Regions from separate parts of the Mus musculus genome. Here all the other regions are linked to region 1. A link is a contact called in public promoter capture Hi-C and targeted proximity ligation data. All regions are on one chromosome and are shown on one strand. The core of a region is the stretch at or near the end of the contact, and the rest is flanking DNA. Distances in the headings are between cores, read along the strand shown. Region 1 holds the start of Sipa1 (signal-induced proliferation associated gene 1). Region 2 holds the start of Dpp3 (dipeptidylpeptidase 3). Region 3 holds the start of Rasgrp2 (RAS, guanyl releasing protein 2). Region 4 holds the start of Pygm (muscle glycogen phosphorylase). Region 5 holds the start of Men1 (multiple endocrine neoplasia 1). Region 6 holds the start of Cdc42bpg (CDC42 binding protein kinase gamma (DMPK-like)). Region 7 holds the start of Slc29a2 (solute carrier family 29 (nucleoside transporters), member 2).

What was found. Promoter capture Hi-C pulls out the DNA fragments that hold promoters and counts their contacts. Capture Hi-C pulls out chosen DNA fragments and counts their contacts.
Region 2: a promoter capture Hi-C map of liver shows a contact between it and region 1, with 5 times the contacts expected there. A contact is called at or near these places in 3 of 39 promoter capture datasets (liver and pre-B cells) and 1 of 9 other capture datasets (pancreatic islet).
Region 3: a promoter capture Hi-C map of the SN4741 cell line shows a contact between it and region 1, with 3 times the contacts expected there. A contact is called at or near these places in 5 of 39 promoter capture datasets (the SN4741 cell line, embryonic stem cells, hippocampal neurons and 1 more), 1 of 484 Hi-C or Micro-C datasets (CD8 T cells) and 1 of 130 datasets of targeted methods (double positive thymocytes).
Region 4: a contact with region 1 is called in a promoter capture Hi-C map of liver, with 3 times the contacts expected there. A contact is called at or near these places in 3 of 39 promoter capture datasets (embryonic stem cells, hippocampal neurons and liver), 2 of 130 datasets of targeted methods (double positive thymocytes and pancreatic cancer cells) and 2 of 9 other capture datasets (adipose tissue and liver).
Region 5: a promoter capture Hi-C map of liver shows a contact between it and region 1, with 4 times the contacts expected there. A contact is called at or near these places in 13 of 39 promoter capture datasets (the HPC-7 cell line, cranial neural crest, embryonic stem cells and 8 more), 1 of 484 Hi-C or Micro-C datasets (CD4 T cells), 2 of 130 datasets of targeted methods (large pre-B cells and pancreatic cancer cells) and 1 of 9 other capture datasets (liver).
Region 6: a targeted proximity ligation map of embryonic stem cells shows a contact between it and region 1, with 3 times the contacts expected there. A contact is called at or near these places in 1 of 39 promoter capture datasets (hippocampal neurons), 1 of 484 Hi-C or Micro-C datasets (embryonic stem cells), 3 of 130 datasets of targeted methods (craniofacial prominence, embryonic stem cells and pancreatic cancer cells) and 1 of 9 other capture datasets (liver).
Region 7: a promoter capture Hi-C map of liver shows a contact between it and region 1, with 5 times the contacts expected there. A contact is called at or near these places in 1 of 39 promoter capture datasets (liver) and 2 of 130 datasets of targeted methods (bone marrow-derived macrophages and pancreatic cancer cells).

What each region holds. Positions count from the first base shown.
Region 1 is chr19:5,661,968-5,665,120 of GRCm38.p6, forward strand. Sipa1 (signal-induced proliferation associated gene 1) reads right to left here and starts at 1,740. Exons shown (of 17, transcript NM_001164480.1): 1 at 1,637-1,740. Pcnx3 (pecanex homolog 3) reads right to left here. Exons shown (of 35, transcript NM_144868.3): 35 at 2,668-3,153. The coding sequence ends at 3,086.
Region 2 is chr19:4,926,770-4,929,922 of GRCm38.p6, forward strand. Dpp3 (dipeptidylpeptidase 3) reads right to left here and starts at 1,518. Exons shown (of 18, transcript NM_133803.2): 1 at 1,451-1,518; 2 at 16-290. The coding sequence starts at 285. It also overlaps a transcript of Peli3 not described here.
Region 3 is chr19:6,398,905-6,402,057 of GRCm38.p6, forward strand. It overlaps Rasgrp2 (RAS, guanyl releasing protein 2), which reads left to right and starts at 1,637. Exons shown (of 17, transcript NM_011242.3): 1 at 1,637-1,747; 2 at 2,817-2,959. The coding sequence starts at 2,887.
Region 4 is chr19:6,382,938-6,386,090 of GRCm38.p6, forward strand. It overlaps Pygm (muscle glycogen phosphorylase), which reads left to right and starts at 1,471. Exons shown (of 20, transcript NM_011224.2): 1 at 1,471-1,784; 2 at 2,748-2,849; 3 at 2,929-3,007; 4 at 3,087-3,153. The coding sequence starts at 1,542.
Region 5 is chr19:6,333,491-6,336,643 of GRCm38.p6, forward strand. It overlaps Men1 (multiple endocrine neoplasia 1), which reads left to right and starts at 1,523. Exons shown (of 10, transcript NM_001168489.1): 1 at 1,523-1,592; 2 at 1,955-2,415. The coding sequence starts at 1,971.
Region 6 is chr19:6,304,759-6,307,911 of GRCm38.p6, forward strand. It overlaps Cdc42bpg (CDC42 binding protein kinase gamma (DMPK-like)), which reads left to right and starts at 1,699. Exons shown (of 37, transcript NM_001033342.1): 1 at 1,699-2,117. The coding sequence starts at 1,958. It overlaps Gm52380 (a long non-coding RNA gene), which reads right to left and starts at 1,788. Exons shown (of 3, transcript XR_003952842.1): 1 at 1,706-1,788; 2 at 877-954.
Region 7 is chr19:5,022,326-5,025,478 of GRCm38.p6, forward strand. Slc29a2 (solute carrier family 29 (nucleoside transporters), member 2) reads left to right here and starts at 1,681. Exons shown (of 12, transcript NM_007854.3): 1 at 1,681-1,952; 2 at 2,186-2,267. The coding sequence starts at 1,924.

The sequences.
Region 1 (3,153 bases), core at 490-2,989:
TTCAAACTAGAATTTGAACCTTGTCTCTGAATCTCGAAGGCAGTAGTTCTCAACCTTCTTAACTCTGTGACGCTTTAATACAGTTCCTAATGCGGTGGTGACCTCACAGCCAGAAAATTATTTTCATTGCTACTTCACCACTGTAATTTTGCTGCCCTTAAGAATCATAACATGAGCCGGGCAGTGTTGGCACACGCCTTTAATCCTAGCACTCGGGGAGGCAGAGGCAGGCAGATTTCGAGTTCAAGGCCAGCCTGGTCTACAGAGTGAGTTCCAGGATAGCCAGGGCTACACAGAGAAACCCTGTCTTGAAAAACAAAAAGAAGAAGAAGAAGAAGATAAATATCTCAAGTGTGACCCCTGTGAAAGGACTGCTCGACCCTCAAAGGGGTCCCAGCACACAGGTTGAGAACTGCTGCTTCTGGACTTGTCAGAGCTGCACCTGCCTACTCTGCCCGTGTGCGTAGGAGTAAGGCAGCCTTGTGAGGGGAGACGGGAGAGGCTCAAGGTCTCACAGGATGTAAGGCTGAAACACCCAAGGCCCCAGGGACCTACTAAGTGCGGAAATGTGGTGAAGCTACACTAGGCAGGTGCAAAAGGTGTGAGAAGGCCGAGCCTACCTCGGCGTGAGCTAGGAATGGAGCCAACAGCTGGGGCAGGGGCAGGCCTCCATTAGTACTTTTTTTTGCATCATCCAGTGGCATCAAGGGGGCCAGGCTGGGAGGGGACAGGGAGCAGCTCCACGGTGCCCCTCAGCTGGGTCTCCAGAACCAAACAAGAGCAGACCTCCTCAGGGTCTTCCTGTCTGTCTGTCTGTCTTCTAGGATAAGCTCTGATGCTGCACTTCATGAGTTCTTTGAAGACTCCTTGGAAACTGAAAGGTGAAGCCAACTATGTCCGTGTGTGAACTGTGCAGGCCCCAGGTCCATAGACCAAGCTGTGGGCACAGACTGAGGCCGCAGTGCCGGGAGGAGCCCTGGGAATGTGTGCAGCCCAGTCCAGGAGCTCCCTCTTGTTCTGGCCCTGCCTTAAGGGGTGTACTTGGGCTCTGCCCCCCACCCCTCATCTTCACACAAGGTCCATTGAGGCCAGGACATTCCTTGCAGCCTGTGTCACTGAGGGGGGAAAAGGGGGGTGCCCCGCCCCCACAGATCCGGAAGGCCTGGCTGCCCCAGGAGGAGGCGCTGGATGCTTCCCAGCACATCTGGAGGTCGTGACCCTATTTCTGTTGCCAGGGAGTGCTGCAGATGTTTCCTCCCAGGCCAGACTCAGGATTGCAAAGGCTGGGAAAGAGGTCACACTGGGAAAAGGGGAGCCCCAGAATAGGGGGAGCCCCACACACTCAGCAGCAGGAGCAGCTGCCAGCATTGCTGAGAAAAGTCCAGAACCAATGAATCCACTCAGTGGAGCTCTGAATCTGCTCATGCAGAGGAGGGAGTGGGAGCTGCCAGCAGGAGACAGAACACTGGACGTGCTGACTCGGGGCTGGACTGGGGCAGGAGGTTGGGTGGGGTACGTGTAGCGAAAGCAGCCAATAGTCCCGTTCCTCCCCACACTACAAGGGTTCACGTCCAGGCTACTTTGTTGGGTATCCAGCCCGAACCTGGTGCCTCCCGATCCCTGATCCCGCCAGTACCTCTCGGGCTCAAGCTGGCCACCGCTGCCTTCCGCACCAAGGTCCCGCTGCCTGCTCACACCGCTCCCGGCGCCTCCGCTCCGCCTGGGGGCGGGGCCAGGATGGAGGCGGTACGTAGTGGAGGGGCGGGACTACCCGGGAGCTGTCTAAGGCGGGAAGCACAGTGGGTGGGGACCTCCGACAGGAACCTAGGCAGCCCCGGACAGCCTGAAGTTCTCTGTCCCAGCCTTCAGCTGCTCTTTTAACTCCCGGTCCTAGCCCAGTCAGTGACTTCACCGAGAAATGGGAACAAATGTACCTGCCTTCCAGACCAATTGGAGCGCTAGAGGCCACTTAGTGTCCTGCTGTGGCTCAGCAGACAGCAGGTATTAGGGCCAGAAACTATTTCACTCTTTAAGGGCTGGGCCAAGCTAGATAACTGATCTACACAGGCTACCATTTATGCAATGGCGAACACCATTAAATCCAGCACTCTGAAGGCAGAGGCAGGTGGATCTGAGGTCAAGGCCAGCCTGATGTACATAGGGAGTACATAGTAAGCCCCTGTCTCAAAAACGAAATAGAATCCTTTCTATTCACCTGTTATTTTCTTTAAGCTTGGAACAAATGAGGTTGAGCAGTCTTTGATCAAGATCAAGGCTGATGGATGTGTGAGCCACCTGGGCATAGAGGACTGCTTGAAAAGCAGAGGCTCAGCTCTCTCCTTTATCCTCTCACTTCTTTCTCCTCTTCCCTTTGTCTTTTCTCTCCTTTCTCTTTCTTCTTCTCTAGCCTTCCCCGTCCCCACACACTCTCTCTCTCTACCTTTTCTCTTCCCCCCTGCATTTCTATAATAAAGCTCTTAAACCATTAAAAAAAAAAAAAAAAAAAGAAAGGCAGAGGCAGGTGAGGAAGGCAGCCCATCCCACCTCATGTCTGCCTGGAGCCCAGCAGTCTGACCCCTTATCCCTCACACTCTTCTGACTTCAGCCTCCCTGCCTCCGGCACCTCTACCAACCTCACCTCGTCCCACAGAAAATAAAACTGCCAACCAAAATCAAAAATAGTGTTATTAATTTGGTGTCTCTGAAGCACAGAAAAAAAAAGAAAGAAAAATGACAAAAGAACGAATGAACCCACCCTTGCCACATATCGGGCCCCAGGTCCAGGCTAAGGAGGCCAGCCTTGGGGGCAGTGCAGGCCCCAGAGGCAAAGTCAGTCCTGGCCATGGGCTCCAATGAGGGACCAGCCCATGGGTTTGGCTCTTAGGGCCTGGCTAGGAGGCTGCTGCCTCAGTTTGGGATCCAGGCCACGGATCAGGGAGAGAAGTCTAGGTCACTGAGTTGTGACACTGAAGTAGCCAGATATCAGGGTGCAGACACCAGAGCCAAAGCCAATCAGTTCTGTAGTCCAGCAGAGTCCGAGTTACTGAGTCCCGGGATGCGATCCAGCAGAGGCCAGGCTGACTCCTCAGTACTGATGCTCCAGCAAGGGCTGGGCAGCCGGGCTCTCGCGTTCCTCAGCAGGGACAGGCCAGT
Region 2 (3,153 bases), core at 268-2,767, 740 kb before region 1:
CCTGTGAGAACTGACCTGGTACTCTTCTTCAGTAAGACCCTCAGCCAGGGCATGTTGGCGCAGCTGGTCAGGGTCCTGGGCACGGAAGAGGCGGCTAAGCAGGGCATAGATGTAGGGGGCTTCAGGGGATGTCTGGAGCAGCACTGCCAGGCCCCCATACCAAGCAGCTCTAGACAGGTGATGGGCATAGAGGCGCTCTGTGGGTGACAGCAGGCGGAATGCCTCCCTGCAGTCCAGGCTAGACACACCAATGTCATTGGGCAGGATGTACTGGGTATCTGCCATGAGCCCTGCAAGAACACATCACAGTCATCTCAGAGAGCGCAGCATCTTCGCGGCTGCTCTGAAAGCTCATGAGCTAACTAACTTCTTCCATCCAGAAGTCCAGGAGGGAGTAATCCAGTCGCATCCATTCACCTGAAATGCTGGGATTCAAAGACTCAAATACTTGCGGGCCAGCTTTGGCCTGTGGCCTCTCAGACTTAAAATCTGAATCCAATCACTTCATATTACAGATGAGGACACTAAGGCCCAGGATGCCAAGTGTACGAAGGAAGAACCGGCAGAACACAGCCTCATTACTAGACTCCCAGCCCCAGCCACTCCCTGCCTCATCTCCACCTTCTCAGATGTCCTAGTCTCTGTTCAGAATTTCCCAACACCTCTAGCTCATCACAACTGCTGACAAAGGCTTCATGCTGGATATCCACCCCACCGTCCCAACCCCGCTCCACCAAAAGGTCTAAAACCCAGGGCAGCCGCTTCACCTCCCTGCACTGCTCTTTGCTCCTCTGCAACACTGACTGTGAGTATGACACCAAGCTCAACAGCTGGGTATGAAATCCAGGACAGGGATGTGACCCAGTTGGTAGAGTTTGTCTAACCAACAACCAGGCCCAGGGTCAGATTCCAAGGTCAGTCTGGGGTACATAAAACCTTGTCAAAAAATAAATCAAAAACAGCAATGATATTTTGTCCCAGCTTTTCCCTCCTAGCATCTGCCCCAGTCTCATGTCTTTCTTCAGCCCTTCACTATCCTGTTTTCTTCTGTTGCTCTGTTGGGAAGCCATATAAGGGCACAACCCATTTTCCAGATAGGAACCATATGACATTTGGAAAGCAAGCAACTTATCCAAAGCTTTTCAGCTCAGTTGGGACCCAAGGAATTCCGAACCCACCACATTCTCCACGCTCCGCCCCTGGCTAAGGACACGTTTCCACCCTCTGTACTCCTTATTTGCGCGGCTCCGCCCCATCTACCCCTTCGCTCGGAAAGAGGTGTTAACTCTTTACTGCCTGGAAATTCTCCTTGCCCAAAAGCTGGGAGAGATTTGGAAGAGGCACTGAAGGGTGGACAGAAAGGGGATGATCTTGCATGCACAGCCAGGCCTCGCTCTGATCTCCTGAAGATGACACACCGTGACCCCAAAACCAAGGCGCTGTACCTCACCTGCTGCAGCTGCTCCGTTCGCAAACTCACTTCCTGCTTCCGGCTCCCCGCCCCATTCATTGGGACACAAGCCCCGCCCCTACCGACCCGTAGTCGCCCCAGGGATCAGACGGACAGCAGCTACAGCCAGTAGAAGAACCGAAGACAGTTCCTCCCCTCATCTTCTCCCCGCCCCCAAGCGCTACGGGTGGTGCCTGCCTTGCAAGGACCGCGAGGCCTTGGCCTTTTGTCTGCTGGCCCTCACTGCACAGAGGCGTGGCGTAGGGCGATGTTTGGTGAAAAAGTTTGAGTTTCTCAGTACCCCGCGTGGCTGCTGTCGGGTACCGACAGAGGGGACTGACAAGGTCCCCAAACGTGAGAGTTCCTATACATCGGGAGCCTCCACACATGTAGCTGGGAGCCTGCTCTCTTTGGGGTTTCACCTCCAGTGTCCCTACCCTGGATTTGGCAGTTAGGAACCTCCACTTAGAGAAGACTATAATAATGTGGACCCCCTCCTCCCTGGATTTAGGATTTGGAGATGCTATTTGGAGACTACGAAGCTCTTACAAAGAGTGTATGTAGGCTGTGCGAATAGTAGTCCCATCCACCAGTAGTCCCAGGGGTGCAGAAAAATGCTACAGGTGCTCCACTGGGTCGCCATGGAAGCCATCCTTAAAACATTGGGAACCCCAGTTTCCTCAACGCACTTGAAGTCGAGGCCAGCTAGTAGCTGGCACTTTCTTAGTGTGACCACTTGCCAGCTAGAATAGAAAAGCGGTCTCCAGTGACATTGACTGGAGGGCAGCCCAGGATGCAGACAAGCATGTTGTTTACTCTTGGTAGTCAGGGAGGAGTCTTTCTGGGTGACCCATGGCTCTTGCAAGTACTTGCTGACCAGATGTGGTAAGCACTGCAAAGAGCTGGGGCCTGACTTAGGCTGTCTAGGGTTCAATCAGATGTCTGTCTCCTACCAGCTGTGTGACTTTAGATAGCTCACTTCTCTTACTCTGGAACACTGTCAGCTTTACTTCAGGACTAAGTCTACCCAAGGGATGGGCAGCCATCAAGAGGTAGTGCTGTCCCCTAGAGTTGTGTAGGAGGTAGTGTTTCGGGACTGAAATCCAACACACCTTCCTTACCTTGCCTATTTAGAGGGGCCAGAGCAACCATGTGCTTAAGGCCAGCCTTGTCACCACAGCGCTAGTAGCTCTTGGTTCTGATTGGTGAGTGTCATTATAAGGGGGAATTCTGTAAAAATGTGTCCCGAGGAAAGTCCTCTTCTTTCCTTTTGCCTGTTCTCATTGTTTCTAGACGAGGTATAAAGTTGTCTGACTGAGACCCAGTTGAAATGTAAGTGTAACCAGATAGGAAAATAAGGGCTATCCATAGCCACCAAGGGCAAATTCAGGCAAGTGAAGGATCCCAGGGCCCAAGACCCCCAACCAAGCTGCATGGTGTCGTGTTATAACCGCAGTCAACAGGAGTGCATGTTAAATGAAGTCCTTTACCAGCGGCTTGCCATATAGAATTTCATTTAATTCTTGCAAAAACCCTGAGATAACATATCACTGTTGTACCAATTGCACAGGTGAGAGGACCTTTGATTTTATAAGACCTTCCACTATACAGTTTCCACTCCTGCAGCAACACACACACAACACACATTTTCTCTCTCTCTCTCTCTCCTTCTCTTTCTCCTCTCTCTTTTTCACACACACATT
Region 3 (3,153 bases), core at 387-2,886, 740 kb after region 1:
TGTTAGGGCTTAGGGCATTCGCAGATCGTTTAGGCGAGAACAGTGGTATATTCCCGGTTCTGGAGAAACTGAGGTATATAAGGGGCCTCTTCTGAGCCTCACATAAACCAAGATTGAAGTGCAGAGGACTGCTTCCCTCGCCCAAGGCAAGGAGGGGCAATCCTCGGAAGGGGTTTTGCGGCCCTGGGTTTCATAGTGAGTCTAAACGGCCGGAAACTGTTACCTATCCCTAGGCTAGGTGTGAGGGACATAACTGCTTGTGGCTGCCCCTCCCAAGTTCCTCGTCTCGGCCCATGCATCCAAGGCTTCCAGTTCCGAAACTGCAAAGCACCTACCCAATTTATAGACGCCTCTTTCTCTCTTGCCCAGTGGGGTGTCCCTCGCCCCATCTCTAGACAACGAACCTGGGTTCCCAGGGAGCCGCGTGTTCGTTCATTCATTCCTGGCTTTTTGAGGCTCCACTGGACCAAAACCAGCTCGCATTCTGTCCCAGCCCCTCCCCCAGGCCATCGCAAGGATCCGCAGCCCCACGCCCGCGACCTCCACCACGCCCGGGCCTCCGCCGCCCGCAGGAAGACGCCCGGGCCCGGGCAGGGTGAACCCCGTGGGAACGGTTTGTCTCGAAAACAGGAACCCGGACCGGGGGGCTGGGCGGGGCGCCCCTTCCCCACCGCAGTCCGCTTCCTGCCCCTCCCGGCTTCCTCCGTGCGACACCCAGGCGGGGCGCAGAGCCCGGGGGTGTCGCGGTGGGGGAGGGCTGCTGCACGCGGTCCCCACACCAACAGTGGCGCAGCCCCCCGCCCGCGGTTAAACTCTCTGGGGCGGCAGGGGAGGGGTTAATCTGCTTCAGGGCCCGGCGCGCGCGGGGCGAGAGGGGGAGTCCCCGGTGGAGGAGGCGCGGCGCGGGGTGCAGGGGCGGGGAGGGGGCGGGGCGGCAGGGCGCTGGGCCGCGGCGCGGAGACCGGGTGGGAGCCGCAGCCGCAGCGAGGCCGGCGGGCGGGAGCGCACGGAGGTGGCGCTGGCCGGGCAGGGTTCGGGGTCCGCGCTGCGGGTCCCAAGAGTGAGTGAGCGAGCACGCGCGCGGGTGGGGCGTGGGACACAGAGGGTGCGGCCCCTAGGGATCTCCTAGGGGCAGGCTGGCGGGGACTGCGGGTGGGTGGGGAATCTGCGGTCCTGGGTGGGACAGAGCTTGCGGAGGGGATGAGGCACTTAGAGCCACCCGCAGGAGGGGGGCGTTCGAGGCATTCCGGTGCTCGCCTGAAACGTATCTACCAGGCTCTTCCCTGCAAGTCCCCATTTGACAGATGGGAAAATTGAGGTTCAGAGAGACTAAATGATTCTCAAGGTCACCCAGCAAGGAAGTAACAGTCAGGAGGGAACGACTCTGAGAAGTCCTCGGGAGGATTCCCTAATGTAGGGGAGTCTGTGTAAGGGCGAGGTCCCTTTCCTTGGGACAAGGTTTTGGCGAGATCCAGGAATGTAAAGAACCCCAGGCTTTGGGGCTGCGAGCCCTGGAGCCTGGTTGAGGGGGGAGGGGCGGCAGAATGGGTGTGTGCGCAACCAGGGGGTATGTGGATGCGTGTGGGAGTGTACATGCGTGGAGATGCACTGTCTTTGCGTGTGTGCACACGTGTTCAGATGTCAGAGCTACTGTGATCGAGAGATCAGAGGCTGAGCTGGTTCAAGTGAACAGAAGGTCTGGGAGGTGAACTGCATTCAGGTTTGCATTCTGAAGTAAAGGACTTGGGTATGTGTGGCTGAGGATTTTCATTGCAGGTGTGCATGGGATGTGGGTGCCATTGTGTGTGATTAGGACGGGAGGTGTCTATGACCCTGGTGTGTGTGAAAAGGGTCTTCTTGCACTTAATGTAGGTCATTGGCCTTCGGCAAATACCTAGTCTAGAGAATAGGTGTTTGTTCCTGCATGGGTGCTTTTATAGTCCCCACTGATGACCAGGATTATTAATGGTGTCATGCAGGCCATGGCGCTAGCGGCCCCTTCTGGGCTCCCTACTCGGTGCTCTCACGCACAATTTAACTATGCAGCAGGGTGGGTGGGAAGGCGGGAGCCCAGGTTGGGAAGATATATGGCAATTCTGGAAGGGCTAGGACCGGACTCCTGGGACCTTAGTACTTGTGGGTTGGGAGTCCGCGGTTCCCAGGCTTTGGCTTCCCACTGACATCTCCCAACCGCAGTGGGCTACCCCTCCCACCCCCCGCCCCAGGAATGTTCTTCTCTCTAGCCCTCCTCCCCAAGGGCAGGCCCCTGGGGGATGCTACGGCCCCGCCTCCCACTCGGGGAGCCCAGGAGGGGGAGATGTAGGCAGGACTCCTGGGTTCCCTCCTCCCTCCTTCCATCCCAGGGAGAAATTCCTCCGAGGTCCCCTCAGGCACTGGGTTCCCAAAATAACCCTGCGGGGGAAGGGAGGCTGTGAAGGGAGGGGAAGCGGGAGGAGTGCAGAGTCAAGCTGTGGGGTGTTGCAGGTGCCTGTGGGGAGCAAATGCAAGGAGAGGAGGGCCCGCCAGGAGGCTTGGGGCACTAACTAACCCCTGGGGTCCTGGCTCGTCCCTTATTCTCGTAGAACCCTTCTAACCTCCCGCGACTCCGCGGGTGGGCCGGAAGCCTCTCAGCTAGTCCATTTCCCAACTAGCGAGTTGCACCATCCCGGGGCAGGACCGTTTAACCCTAGAGGGGCAACGGCAGGCAACTCCGCCCATGCCCAGCAGGGGGCGTGCCCACTCCGCCCCGTTCCTACGCGCCGAGCCGCTCCCCCCACCTCCCGCGCCTCTGCTGACTCCCACTTCTCCCAGGACAGGGGTCCGAATTGAGCACCGTGGGAGGCTCTGAGAGTGTAGCTTGGGTCTAGCCTACTGGCACCGGCAGCCATGACGAGCACTCTGGACCTGGACAAGGGCTGCACCGTGGAGGAGCTGCTCCGTGGTTGCATCGAAGCGTTTGGTGAGTTGCATGCAGCACGAGGGGTCACACCCAGCTGGACCCTGAACCAGACTCTAGGCCAGAACCTACCCAGGCTCCTATTTTGAAGTCTTCTTAAGAAAAGCTCCTTGATTTTGCGGAGAAGTACCCCAATGTACCCCTTGTACAGACGTCAAGGAAGGGGCCCCAGGGTCCCAACACTGACCTGGGAGGGG
Region 4 (3,153 bases), core at 221-2,720, 720 kb after region 1:
GTCAGTACATGGGCTGCAATGGAGACAGCCTAAGACTAGAAGGGAGAGCCTAGTACCGGTGGGTGAGTGGAGAAAAGTGACAGACAAGGCTCCTTGAAGTCACAGAGCTAACACAAAATACCTGCCCACTGTAGAGCCTGCGTGAGAACAGGAGAGAGAGCCTCTAGTCGCCTCCCGCTATTATCCAGGAGTTGGTTAGTTGGTTGGGTTTTGTGATGGTAGAAATTGAGTGCATTGTCTCAGCCCTCTATTATGGCGCACACCTTTAATCCAGTACCTGAGAGGCAGAGGCAGGTAGATCTCTGAGTTGGCAGCCAATCTGGTCTACAGAGCAAGTTTCAGGACAGCCAAGGCAACACAGAGAAACTCTGTCTTGAAACACCATACATAAACAAAATGAAAACTAAAAATAGAAGACTTGAACTTATGGTCCTACTGTATCAGCTTCCTAAGTAGCATTCCGGGCTGGTGACACCCCCATTTATCCCATGTCATGAACTCCTGGGGATTGTTGTCTTTCACACACACACACACAGAGGCACACACACACAGAGGCACACACGCACACACACAAACACACACACACACACCCCGCAGACCACAGGACTATAGTTCCCAGTAGCCCCTGCTTCAGGCTGCAGCCTCAGCCAAAGCTGTCCTGTAACCCGACCAACCATCCCCTCTGGAAAAGGTCACTTCAGAGCTCCTTGAAGGACAGCTGACAGGGGGAAGCTCAGAAGCACCAGGCGTTGGTGGGGGTGGGGTGAAAGCAGTGGCTCTCCCCCCACCCCAGACATCTCTCCTTCCCCACAGTGCTCCCTGCAACCCAGGGGCTTGGTCTCCCTCCACGGCTGCCAGCCTCTTCTGTATTAGCAGTGCCTCTGTTTAGGACACAGACTCAGCTTATGGCTCTGCTGTCCATGCTCACAACCTCCAAGTCTCAGTGCAGCCATGTCCCAGTGAGAAGTGGCTGTGACCAGCTTAATAGCCACTTCGTCATGCCCCACTGGTGGTACTCTAAGCAGATGTCACACACAAACCCTGCTGCTCGGAGGAAAGGAGAAAGTGTCCTGTATTTGTGACAGCCCTTTGGCCTCTCTAAAGAGGATCTCCAATCCAGTCCCACCTTTTATCTGTAGCTCAAGAAAGGTCCCAGATTGGATAATGTCTTAGACAAAGTCTCAACCAGAATGCGTTAGGCAAGCCTCAGGCCTTCCAAATTGGTCCCCCTGTTCCAGTCTTTCAAAAGCCAAGGGCCAGTGGATAAGACCAGAAGGCTTAGGAAACCTGGAAGAAGTGGGTCAGCTGTGAACACACCCCTCTCTGGGCTGTGGAGAGCTTGTTCCTCCCTCCTCTCCTCTCTGCTTCCCCCCAAAATAGCTCCCTGAGCTTCACGGCCAAGACCCTCCCACGTCCGGGGAGGCGTGGCATGCTGCCCTGAGCCAGGCTTTAAATCCCCTCACAGCTGGGCAGCTCCACTCCCTGGTTGGAGGCAGCTAGGAGGCCATCATCTGTCCAGTTCGGCCCACCCTCTCACAGCCATGTCCAGGCCTCTTTCAGACCAGGATAAGAGAAAGCAAATCAGCGTTCGTGGCTTAGCCGGAGTGGAAAATGTGTCGGAGCTAAAAAAGAACTTCAACCGCCACCTGCATTTCACCTTGGTCAAGGATCGCAATGTGGCTACTCCGAGAGATTACTATTTTGCACTGGCCCACACTGTCCGGGACCACCTCGTGGGACGCTGGATCCGCACACAGCAGCATTACTACGAAAAGGACCCCAAGGTGCTACAGGAGGGGACACCCTGGGTGGGAATTAGCAGGGAGTTGGGCCTGGCAGAGAGTTGAGACATCTCAGGCATGTGGCAGCTCCTTTCTGAGGCCCAAGTTTTCTACAGAAAAATCATTTGCTGTTTTAGGAGTTTGGGATTGCAGGATCTAAGGGTGCTAGACAGAACACTGAGGAGGGAGACCCAAGGGTGCTCGGGGTAGGCTACACGTGCTAGATAGGGTTGGAGGGGCTGCTGGTAGGCAGGAAATGTATACCCCTGTGGCCTGATTTGGACCTGGCATGGAAGGACATGTCATCAGATGTGTGCACGGTACAGTCTGCTTGTGCCACAGGCAGGGCAAAGCTGGGGCAGCTGGCGTCGTGGGTATCAAGTATCTGGCAGGGTCACTGGTAAATGTCAGGAACTTAACCCCACAACCAGGATCGGGGAGGGCCAGGGAGGGCCCCAGGAAATGGGAAGGCCGTGCCTTCAGCATCTTCATGCTTCTGCTCGTGTCCGGACTGAGGCTTAGGGACGAGGGGGAGCAGCATTGCATGGACAGAAGGCAGTTCCAGCCCTGAGTCACTGTGCGACCTTGAAAATGACTTTTTCCTCCGGGCCTTGGCAAGGTCTTCTCGGGGAACACTCAAAGCTGCTTCTCAATACCTCAAAAGGGGTCCCCACTTCTCACAAGCACCTTAACCCCTGAGATAGGCCTGGCTAGCCTTACTCTCTAGAAGAGAAACCAAGCCAGATGGAAAGGCATTTCAAAGGAACACAGGGACCAACACCTCTGTTGGGCCCCAAAGTCTGAAATAGCCACTCTGAGCAGGCAGACAAGAACTGCTGACAGAGACGAGACATTCTGGGGCCTGGCGGTAGGGCAGGAGGGTGAGAGGTGCAGGCCCAGCTGTTCCTGCCTGAATGTCAGTGGGGTGGCCCTGACCCCTCTTCCCCGTTGCCTGTCTCTGGGCAGAGGATCTACTACCTGTCTTTGGAGTTCTACATGGGCCGGACACTGCAGAACACCATGGTGAACCTGGCCTTGGAGAACGCCTGTGATGAGGCCACTTACCAGGTGGGGGAAGCACTTAAGGTTGGGTGGGGGGTGTCTTATGCTGGCACTTGGGCCTGACGGCTGCCTCCCCTTCCCTTAGCTGGGCTTGGACATGGAGGAGTTGGAGGAGATCGAGGAGGATGCAGGGTTGGGCAATGGGGGCCTGGGACGCCTGGCAGGTGAGTCCATAGCTTGTGGGGGTGGGGCAGGGGAGTTTCTCACGCTGGATCCCTGATACTCACTCCTCTCTACGCCTAGCTTGCTTTTTGGACTCCATGGCCACCCTGGGGCTCGCTGCCTATGGCTATGGGATCCGCTATGAGTT
Region 5 (3,153 bases), core at 273-2,772, 670 kb after region 1:
CAGAAAAACCCTGTCTCTAAAAACAAAAAACAAAACAGACAAACAAACAACCAAAAAAGAAAGAAAGAAAGAAAGAAAGAAAGAAAGAAAGAAAGGAAGGAAGAAAGGAAGAAAGAAAGAAAGGAAGAGGTTCTGCTTGTATATGTGTGTGGTGTCTTTACACCTGTGTAAGGAGCTGCTCAGATGTGGAAAACAGAAAGATCACATATCCTTCTTTATGACTCTCTCTGTCTTCTTCCCTTTACACAGGCTCTCTCTCTGAACCTGCAGCTAGGTCGTTAGGCAGGAAGTCCCAAGACCCTCCTCCCTTTAACCCCCACACTGACCCCATTCCCCATCCATGCCCTATAATGCTAGGATTCCAAACGTATAAGTGAATTCTGGGTATTTGAACTCAGGTCCTCCTACTGGTACAACAAAAGGCTCTCAGCTGCTACATCATCTCCTCAGCTTCATCTATTGAGGTCTTGGTCTCAGACAAAAAGACTTCGTTTTGGAAACAGGGTCATTACAGACTTCGTGAATTAAGATGAGGTCATGAAGCCTTGTGGGAGGGGTGGTGCCATGTGGACTGGTGGTGAACATCTATAATCCCAGCATGGTGGAGGCTGAGGCAGGAATATTGTGAGTCTGTGGCCAGTCTGAACTAAAAAGCAAGATCCTGTCTAAGGTAAAACTGACCTTGAACTTCCTGATTTTTTTTTTCTTTTCTTTCCTTAATTTTATTTTACCTATGTGTGTGCATAAGGTGCCTGCTTGGAGCCTGCAGAGGACAGCAGAGAACATTGGACCTCCTAAAGTGGGGCTAAAGACCCAGTTGTGAGCAAACATGTACATACTGGGAACGCAGGGTCCTGAGCCAGAGCCGCCAGGGCTCTTAACTCTGAGTCATCTCTGAAGTCCACCCTGAGTTCCTTGCCTCTAATTTCAAGGACTGGTATTGGATCATAGACCAGTCTTGCCTTGAGCTCACCAAAATCCTTCTGCCTCCGCCGTACTGTGTTCAGCCTTGCATTCTTTTTAGGTGTGGATGTTTCGTCTGCCTTTTTATGTGTGTGCACCAAGTCAAGCTTGGTGGAGGTCAGAGAAAAGCATGGGTCCTCTGGAAGTGGAGTTACAGATGGTGAGCCACAATGTGGGTGTGGGGACCTAAACTTGATCCCAGGTCCTTTGCAAAAGCAACAAGTGCTCTGAACAGCTGAACCAGGTCTCCAGCCTCCTTGTAGTGTTTTAGAGCAACAGTTTCCCTCACATCTTAAACTGGCCATAATACACACTGCAGGGGCGCTACTGCGCCTGAGTTTAATCCTAGGACTACAATCTCCCAGAAGTCACGGAGGAACTTCTTCTGGCGTGATCCTAGATGACCAATCGTTGAGGAGCTCAGCTTACCCGCCCTGGAGCAGCAGGACTACTTCTTCCATAAGCCATTGCGGGTTTGGCTGTCATTTTCAGATTTAGAGAGGGCCGGGTGAGCAAGGACTCCCCATTTCCCAGCAGGCAGTGCGGCCATAGGAGGCGCGGGACTTCATTTCCCAGCAGGCTTCAGGCGGCGGGCGCCGCGGTGCCTTGTGTGGGATGTAAGCGCGGAGGTGGGCGCGGGGGACCGAAGCCGGGACTCTCCTTGGGACTTGTGGGAGGCTGGTTTGGGTTTGCCTTCTGGACAGGCTCCAGAGGGCCGGGTAGAGATTGTAGGGACTGGAGGGGCGGCCTTTGAGGGTCCCCAATAGGTCTTTGGGAGCAGCCTCATCGGGGCTGGGGGTCCCGGAATTGTAAGGAACTAGAAGGCCCTATATAGCCTTGGTTGAAGGGTCTCAGAAACCGAGCCGCCGCCCGTGAGCACAGGACGAAGCGGCTGGCGAAGCAGAATTGTGGCGGAGGGTAGAGCCTTAGCCGAGCCTGGGAGGGGGCTCTCTCGCCGAGCCCGACCCTCCCTCCCTCGGCTCGCCCGCAGGCCACCGCCCGCCGCCATGGGGCTGAAGGCCGCCCAGAAGACGCTGTTCCCTCTGCGCTCTATCGACGACGTGGTGCGCCTGTTTGCTGCAGAGCTGGGCCGAGAGGAGCCTGACCTGGTGCTCCTGTCCTTGGTCCTGGGCTTCGTGGAGCATTTCCTGGCTGTCAACCGTGTCATCCCCACCAACGTGCCGGAGCTCACCTTCCAGCCCAGCCCCGCACCCGACCCTCCTGGTGGCCTCACCTACTTCCCGGTGGCCGACCTATCCATCATTGCTGCCCTCTATGCCCGATTCACCGCTCAGATCCGCGGCGCTGTGGACCTCTCCCTCTATCCTCGAGAGGGAGGTGTTTCTAGTCGCGAACTGGTAAAAAAGGTCTCGGATGTCATATGGAACAGCCTCAGCCGCTCCTACTTCAAGGACCGGGCCCACATCCAGTCCCTCTTCAGCTTCATCACAGGTTGGAGTCAGACAGGTGGTCAGGAGAGCAAATGAGTGTTGTCTTACCTCTTCTCATGTCTGAACAATATGGCTTATAGCCCTTTTGAGACTTGTAAACCTTGTGTGGTGGGGCAGGTATTATTTCTCCTTCGCAGTTGTGGAAAGAGAATTCTGAAGAGGGGAATGTCAGAATGACAGGGCTGAGACTGGAACCTGGTCATTTGGTGCCAGCTTTTACTCCCCAGTCTTTCAACAGTCCCAGCCCTGCCATTGAATAGCCAGAGGGATCTGGCAGCCCAACATATGGGGAAAGAAGGTGGTAGCAGACTGGGGAGGTAGGACAAATGGGTGGGTACATTTGAGACAATTAAGATTATACCTTTGAAAATATTTTGAAAGGAAGCACGGGCTTGACTAAGGACAAAGTGCTTCAGCTCTCCGTGCAATGTACTGAGCAAGCATCTGAGGCCTCTTGTGAGCTTTGAGGAAAAAAGTGCAGAGATAAATCAGAACATGAAGAAGGGAGGGGTGGGGGTTCGTGGGGTCATGGGCTTGCTCTCCTTGACACAGTCTGATAGCTGTACAATAGACACTGGGTTAAGTCATTATGTTAACAGAAGTACTTGGTGTAGAAAAGGGAGGGGCAGTTTCTGGCTGGGTGGACCTGAGATCCAGAAGGGTTCTGGGGTTGGGTTATTGGGAGGGAGCTGCTGCGAGCATAAAAGGGTGAACATAGTGGATAGGGTGTGTGATGCCT
Region 6 (3,153 bases), core at 449-2,948, 640 kb after region 1:
ATTGAAGCCTGCTTGGGGTTGGGATTTTCTCAGAATTCAGCTTTCAAAGAGGTTAAGGGTCTTGGGGAAGTTGATGCAAGGACCTTGCCAAGAGCGGAGGCCTGGGCAGTTGGCCCTTGACTGACCTTTGTGACTAGAGAATCAGCATTACAGGAAGGGTCCCAGCCTCCTAGTTCTCCATGACGACTTGCAAATACTAGACACTCATTCCTCCCCTAGTCTCTGGCGCCTCCTTGTGGCTTCTGTGGGCCCCAGCCCTGCCCTGTGCTGAGGAGGTTCAGAATCCCTGAGAGAGCCAGTAGGCTCCATCAATTCACCCTGTAATCTAAGAACTAGGAAGTTGAAGCAGTACGCCTGGGAATTCTGGGTCATTCTTGACTACATAGTGTGTTCCAGATCAGCCTAGTTTATATGAGAGGATAAAAACAACACCAACAACAAAAACCGTAAATCCAAACTCCAGTCTGCCCTCCCTGACCCTCCCTTGGCAGTGCCATGGCATTGAATTTGAATCCTGAGTCTCTTTCCCAGCCTGATAGATCTGGAAAGAAATATATGCCTGTGTTTTCCCCATTTCAAATTGTGGACCTCATGGAGAAGGGGCTTCTGTAAAGATCAAATGAGAGACCTACAGTGGTTGGTTGGTTTTTTTTTTTTTTTTTTTTTGTTTTGTTTTTTTTTTACAGGGTTTCTCTGTATAGCCCTGGCTGTCCTGGAACTTACTCTGAAGACCAGGCTGGCCTGGATCCCAGAGATCTACCTGTTTTTGCCTCCCAAGTACTGGGATTAAAGGCGTGCACTCCCACACCACCACCCCAACATAACCCCTGTAATGTTTCTAGACCCCGTTAGATGGGATTTGGGTGTCCCACTCACTTTGCCCCTGCAAACATTCAGAATGCTTCCTCCCTCAACGCTGATGACTCGATCCTGTCAAGGTCTTCAGCTTGCAGTCTGGAAGGAGAGGCAAGCCCTCTAAGTAGGCCTTTAAACAAGTTGTTCAAAAGACACCAGAGCACCCTTCTCTTTGGTATCTGGCCTGTCACCATCAAGACCAACACAGATGGCCAGAAATAAAAAACCTCCCTGGACACAGCCAGCACCTCCACCTCCTTTGCCTCCATCAGCACATCTCAAACTTCTTGTGCCCTCCACGTTCCAGTTCAGGGCCTTGTTCCCGCCAAAGCCTTGAAAATCAGTCCCATCTAGGTCCACACGAGAATCTAGTTTCAGAGACCCCCTACCCTCAGCCTTCCAAAGCCGCAGTGTATTCATGCTAAATGAGTGTGCCCATCCTACCTCAACTACATGTCTCTGGGTTAGTTTTAAGGATTTAAAGGAGATCAGAAACTTTTGGGGGTAGATGGGTGTGTTGCCTTAGCGCCGCTTTCAAACCGAGGCCAGAGCGGACTACAACTCCCATCCGGCTTCAGGGCCGCAACCGTCCCTAGCCCCTCTGGCCTGGCTAAGGGACAGGCCGCTGGCCGGGTCCCGCGGGAAGTTGCGCTAGGCTCTGTCTAGGTTAGTGTCTCATGAGGGTCTAGGTGGCGCTGGGACTGGGGTGGCACCGTGATCAGAGGGGCCTTTTGCGACCCCAACGGACCCCCTCCAACCCCGCCCAGGAGTTACTTTTCGTGGCCCGCCCTCCCACTTCCTGGACGAGGGTCGGCCCCGCCCCCGCGCGCCTCCGCCTTCCCACCTTCACCTTCAGCCGCGGCTCCCATTGGCCGGCGCGCACCTGCCCGTCCGTCGGGGGCGGGCTTGGAGGGCGGGGCGGGCGACCAGGTGAAGGAGCGCGGGTGGCGACCGAGGAAGGTGACAGCGGGGAGGGCGGGAGGGAGGGGGGAAGCCGCGCAGAACGAGCCACGGGACCACAGACGGACCGCCGGGCGGACGGACGGACGGGGCATGCGGGCGGCCTGGCTCTAGCCCGGGTTTCGGGGCTCCAGCGGCAGCCATGGAGCAGCGGCTGCGTGCGCTGGAGCAGCTGGTACGGGGCGAAGCTGGTGGCAGCCCAGGGCTCGACGGCCTCCTGGATCTGCTGCTGGGGGTGCACCAAGAGCTCAGCAGCGCCCCCCTGCGCCGGGAGCGTAACGTGGCGCAGTTTCTGAGCTGGGGTGAGTGGTCCGGGCAACACCCGGGAAGGGAAGCTGGAGGGACGACAACACCTGGAGCTTTGTGCCCCCAGACCTTTTCCCGGGAGTGGCATATTCCTGAAACTTCCTCATTGTGCTGTATCTAACGCTTGCCGTTGGTCTCCACAGCCCGCTCGCTCACCTGCACCTTACTTCAAACTCCCAGAGACAGGTACATAAGGTACACTTCCCACATACCCTGCTACAGACCCCAGACATGTTGCCAATACACATCTTTCACAACGGTCACCTCATGCTCTACCTAGAACATACATTTAGGCGGACACCGTTTTGTGTGACATAAACATACAGACTTTCTCTATTTCCTCCGTTCTTCAAGAGGACGGGCACTTTGTTCTAGGACCCCTCTCACCTGTCACACACTCAAAAGTCCTCGTCCTTCACCTTGCAGACAAGTCTCCTTACTTCAATCCCTAGCCGGGACCAAGAACCAACCTCAACCCCTTTGGAGGATTTGGGGTCTTGTTAGAAGTGGTTTTATTTGATTCGTCTGAATCCTTGGGAATGGCTGACTTAGGGTGATCCTAAACCCAATGTGGGCACTGGACACATCTGGCCAGGCTTTGGTGAGGAGGGCATGGGAATTGGGCCTGAAACATGGGGTGTTTACCCTGTAGGCGATCAGAGTTCTTGGTGCTCCTGAGCTATGGGCAGACACAAGGCTAGGCCAAATATGGATGGGGGTCTACCAGCCAGTCCTGCCATTTCTTTCTGGGGTGAGAGCAGTTAGACGGCCCTGCCCCCGTTGCCTGCCTGTTTCTCTGTGACTCTTCTGTGTTTTACAAGTGTCTGATTTGTCATCACTCCCACATGACACCTGTACCTGGGTGTGTGCATGTGGCACATGTGTGTGTGTTTACACATATGTGTGTTTCTCCCTGCCTGCCTCTGGCACCTCTGCTTGGGACCCCAACACAGGGCATGTCTGTTGACTTCTCCCGAGGTAACTCCAAGGCCGGGTGTGACTCACGCCTCTCCTGCCCCAACTTGTCCCTGC
Region 7 (3,153 bases), core at 431-2,930, 640 kb before region 1:
TAATTACAGATCCCCAGTCAGGCTGAGCTGAGAATCTGAGGTAAAATCCAACTCCTCCCAGCCAAAGGGATCTATTAGTATGTCCCATAGTGTGCCAGCACTCTCCTGTCCCCGGTCCTGGTACAGGCCGTTCCTTCTCTGAAACGCCTCATCCCCTTCCATCCCAGCCCAAGACAACAGACTGCTCCCCAGACCCTCATCTCCATCTTCAAGATGGTGCCAGGGCAACATCCCACCCCCTGTCCCACTTTGACTCACTCTCCTATCACTGTCAAGTAGGAAACAGGTCAGTAATAGTTATTAGAATAAGCATTCGAAAAATGCAAGTGACTAACTGTGTGTAGGTAAAACTGTCGAGAGATGCTCAAGGCAGAGGGGATGAAGAGGCCTTGAAAACCTGTTAGAACTGAACTCAAGACTGTCCCTCTTGGCATAATGGAAGTCTGGAAAGAAAACTTAAAGAGTAACTGTCTTTCCCAGTGTAATCCATTGCTGTCTTTTCCCTAACGTCACCAGCTAGGGTTAGATGCAGCCCAGGGGTAAGAGTGTTTGCCTCGCATGCACAGGGCTCTGAGTTCAGTTCCCAGTACCACACAGTCATCTGCAGTCCACCATGATCTAAGGAACCACCTTCGATGAGCCAAGCCTGGTGGCTAGATTCCGGGAACAGGACAGAACAGGGATAGTAACAGCATGGTCTGGCTGATACATAGGAAAAACATTCTAAAAAACTATATTCTTTAGAAGACACACATTTATATAACCTTGTATATATATACTTTTATATATTCATATTTATTTGTATTTATTACTTAGAAGCACGTGTGCCACTGTGCTTGTGTGGAGGTTAGGGAACAATTTGCTGGAGTCGCTTCAGTTTTTCTAACATATGGGTCCTGGGCGTGGCCTCGGGGCATCAGGCTTGGCAGCAAACGCTCTCACCAGTCCACATAAATATATTTCTTTTTCTTTTTTTTTTTTTTTTTTTCGTTTTTTTGAGACAGGGTTTCTCTGTATAGTCCTGAATATATCCTGGAACTCACTCTGTGGACCAGACTGGCCTCGGACTCAGAAATCCGCCTGCCTCTGCCTCCCAAATGCTGGGATTAAAGGCGTGCGCCACCACGCCTAGTGAAAATTAGGTTTTTAAGCACTCCTGAGGGTGGCAGTGGCGACTACAGGGGAGGGGGCCGAACGTCACCTGGGCCACGATTCCCTCCAGAGCCTTTGTTCAATCCTCCTTGTTGGACCCAGGTACCGTAGGAGGGCCTATCTGTCCGTCTTCCACATATGTTGGGGATTTTCGTTTGCAAAAGTGCCTCGACCTCTGGGGGAACTCCCTCGGAGCACCGCGCTGGGACCTTCTGCGACAATTGATGACACTGGCTTCTTCCTTCTGGTCGGACTTACTTCCTAATCTGCTTAGAGCTTAGAGGGCTCCAAACCTTAGAACACGCCAAGAGGAAGAACCTCCCAGCTAGATCGACTGTGCCCAACAACCACCGGACCCCTTCCCTCCTGCGCAGTCCTTATCCCTTCCCCAGAGATTCCGGACCCGTGCCTAAGGAGAAGACGGGTGCGAGGCGAAGGGACGGCGGTGAGACACAGCTTCAGGCGCGGAAGCAAGCTAGAAGGCGGAACCTAATACCCTAAAGGCACAGCCACCAGCGAGGCGGAGTCTGGAGAGCGGGCGTCCGGGGGAGGGGAGCAATGGCTCTTTGTTCCCGCCCTGGAGGCGGAGCCGAGGTCCGAGCCTGCAAAACGTGGTCCGCAGTGTAACCCAACCCCGACCCTCCGCTACGGCGCTCCGACCTTGGGATTCCTGGACACCGACCAGCGTCGCTCTCCTTCGGCCTCCCAGCCCTGCGTAGGCGCAGGTGCAGCCGCCTTCTGTGGGCCTGGTGCAATAGGACTGCGGCAACCATGGCGCGGGGAAACGCCCCTCGGGACAGGTGAGGTGGGAACCCATGTGCTGCGTACCGTGGCCCAGGTGGCCACGAGCCTTTGAATTCCCGCTCGTCTTGATGCTCCTGGGCTCAAAGACGAACGGGACTACAATTCCCATCAGCCGATTCCCTTAGCTGCTTGAGCCAGGGTGATGGGGATTGTAGTCCGTTCTACTGAGGGGCGGCTAGGGCGGCCCAGGCGTACGTCCTCGGGGTGACCTTCTGATTGATCCCCACAGCTACCACCTGGTTGGGATCAGCTTCTTCATTCTGGGACTGGGCACCCTTCTCCCCTGGAACTTCTTCATTACCGCCATCCCGGTGAGACCCGCGGCCGCTGGGCAACCTCATGGCCACAAACCAACATCCCTCCAGCCGTCTTGAACTGAGCCACTTTCCTCACCAGGCCACTTACTACAGCTCAGCCTGTCAGGGACAGCACCAAGCCTCATAGAGGGAACCGCCTCTCCCCTGGCTAGGCAAACTTTTAGGAAGGTACAGATCTCAGAGGTGCAGGGCCATCCACGTAGGGAGTCTGACCAGCAAAGGAGTTTCCATCCCATGCCCTTTGTCGTTATTTTTGGCCAGTCACTCCAAAGTGTCTTTTTTCCAAGCCTTTGGCTTTCTTTGCAATGACATGAGTTACAGTCATTCAACTAATAATTAATGAGCAACTACTGTAGACAGATGTGGAGGAAGGCCCGATTCCCCAAAGCATGCATTCTTTTATAGAAAGGCAGAAATCTATAGCTTGTTTTCTCCTTTTTGTTTTATTGTTGTTGTTGTTTTCGTTTTTTTCGAGACAGGGTTTCTCTGTGTAGCCCTGGCTGTCCTAGAACTCACTCTGTAGACCAGGCTGGCCTCGAACTCAGAGATCTGCCTGCCTCTGCCTTCTGAGTGCTGGGATTAAAGGCGTGCATCACCACTGCCTAACTTTTGTGTTTTCTTTAGAATAGGGTTATTCAAACATATTCAGTGGGTTAACTTCCCAGGTGTCTGTGGAGTGCTGGCATCGGTGCTGGACCCTGATACCCAAAGATGGATCAGCTACTGAATCTGAGAGACACAGAGCCAGGGCTATTAATAATGAAACAAGACACGTGCCAGGCCATTCCACCCTGAAGCAGAGAGCTATAAAGGTTCTCAAAAGAAATTTCTTCTGCTTCATAGAAAAGATTTGTAAATTAGGAACTGAGCAGACAAAGGG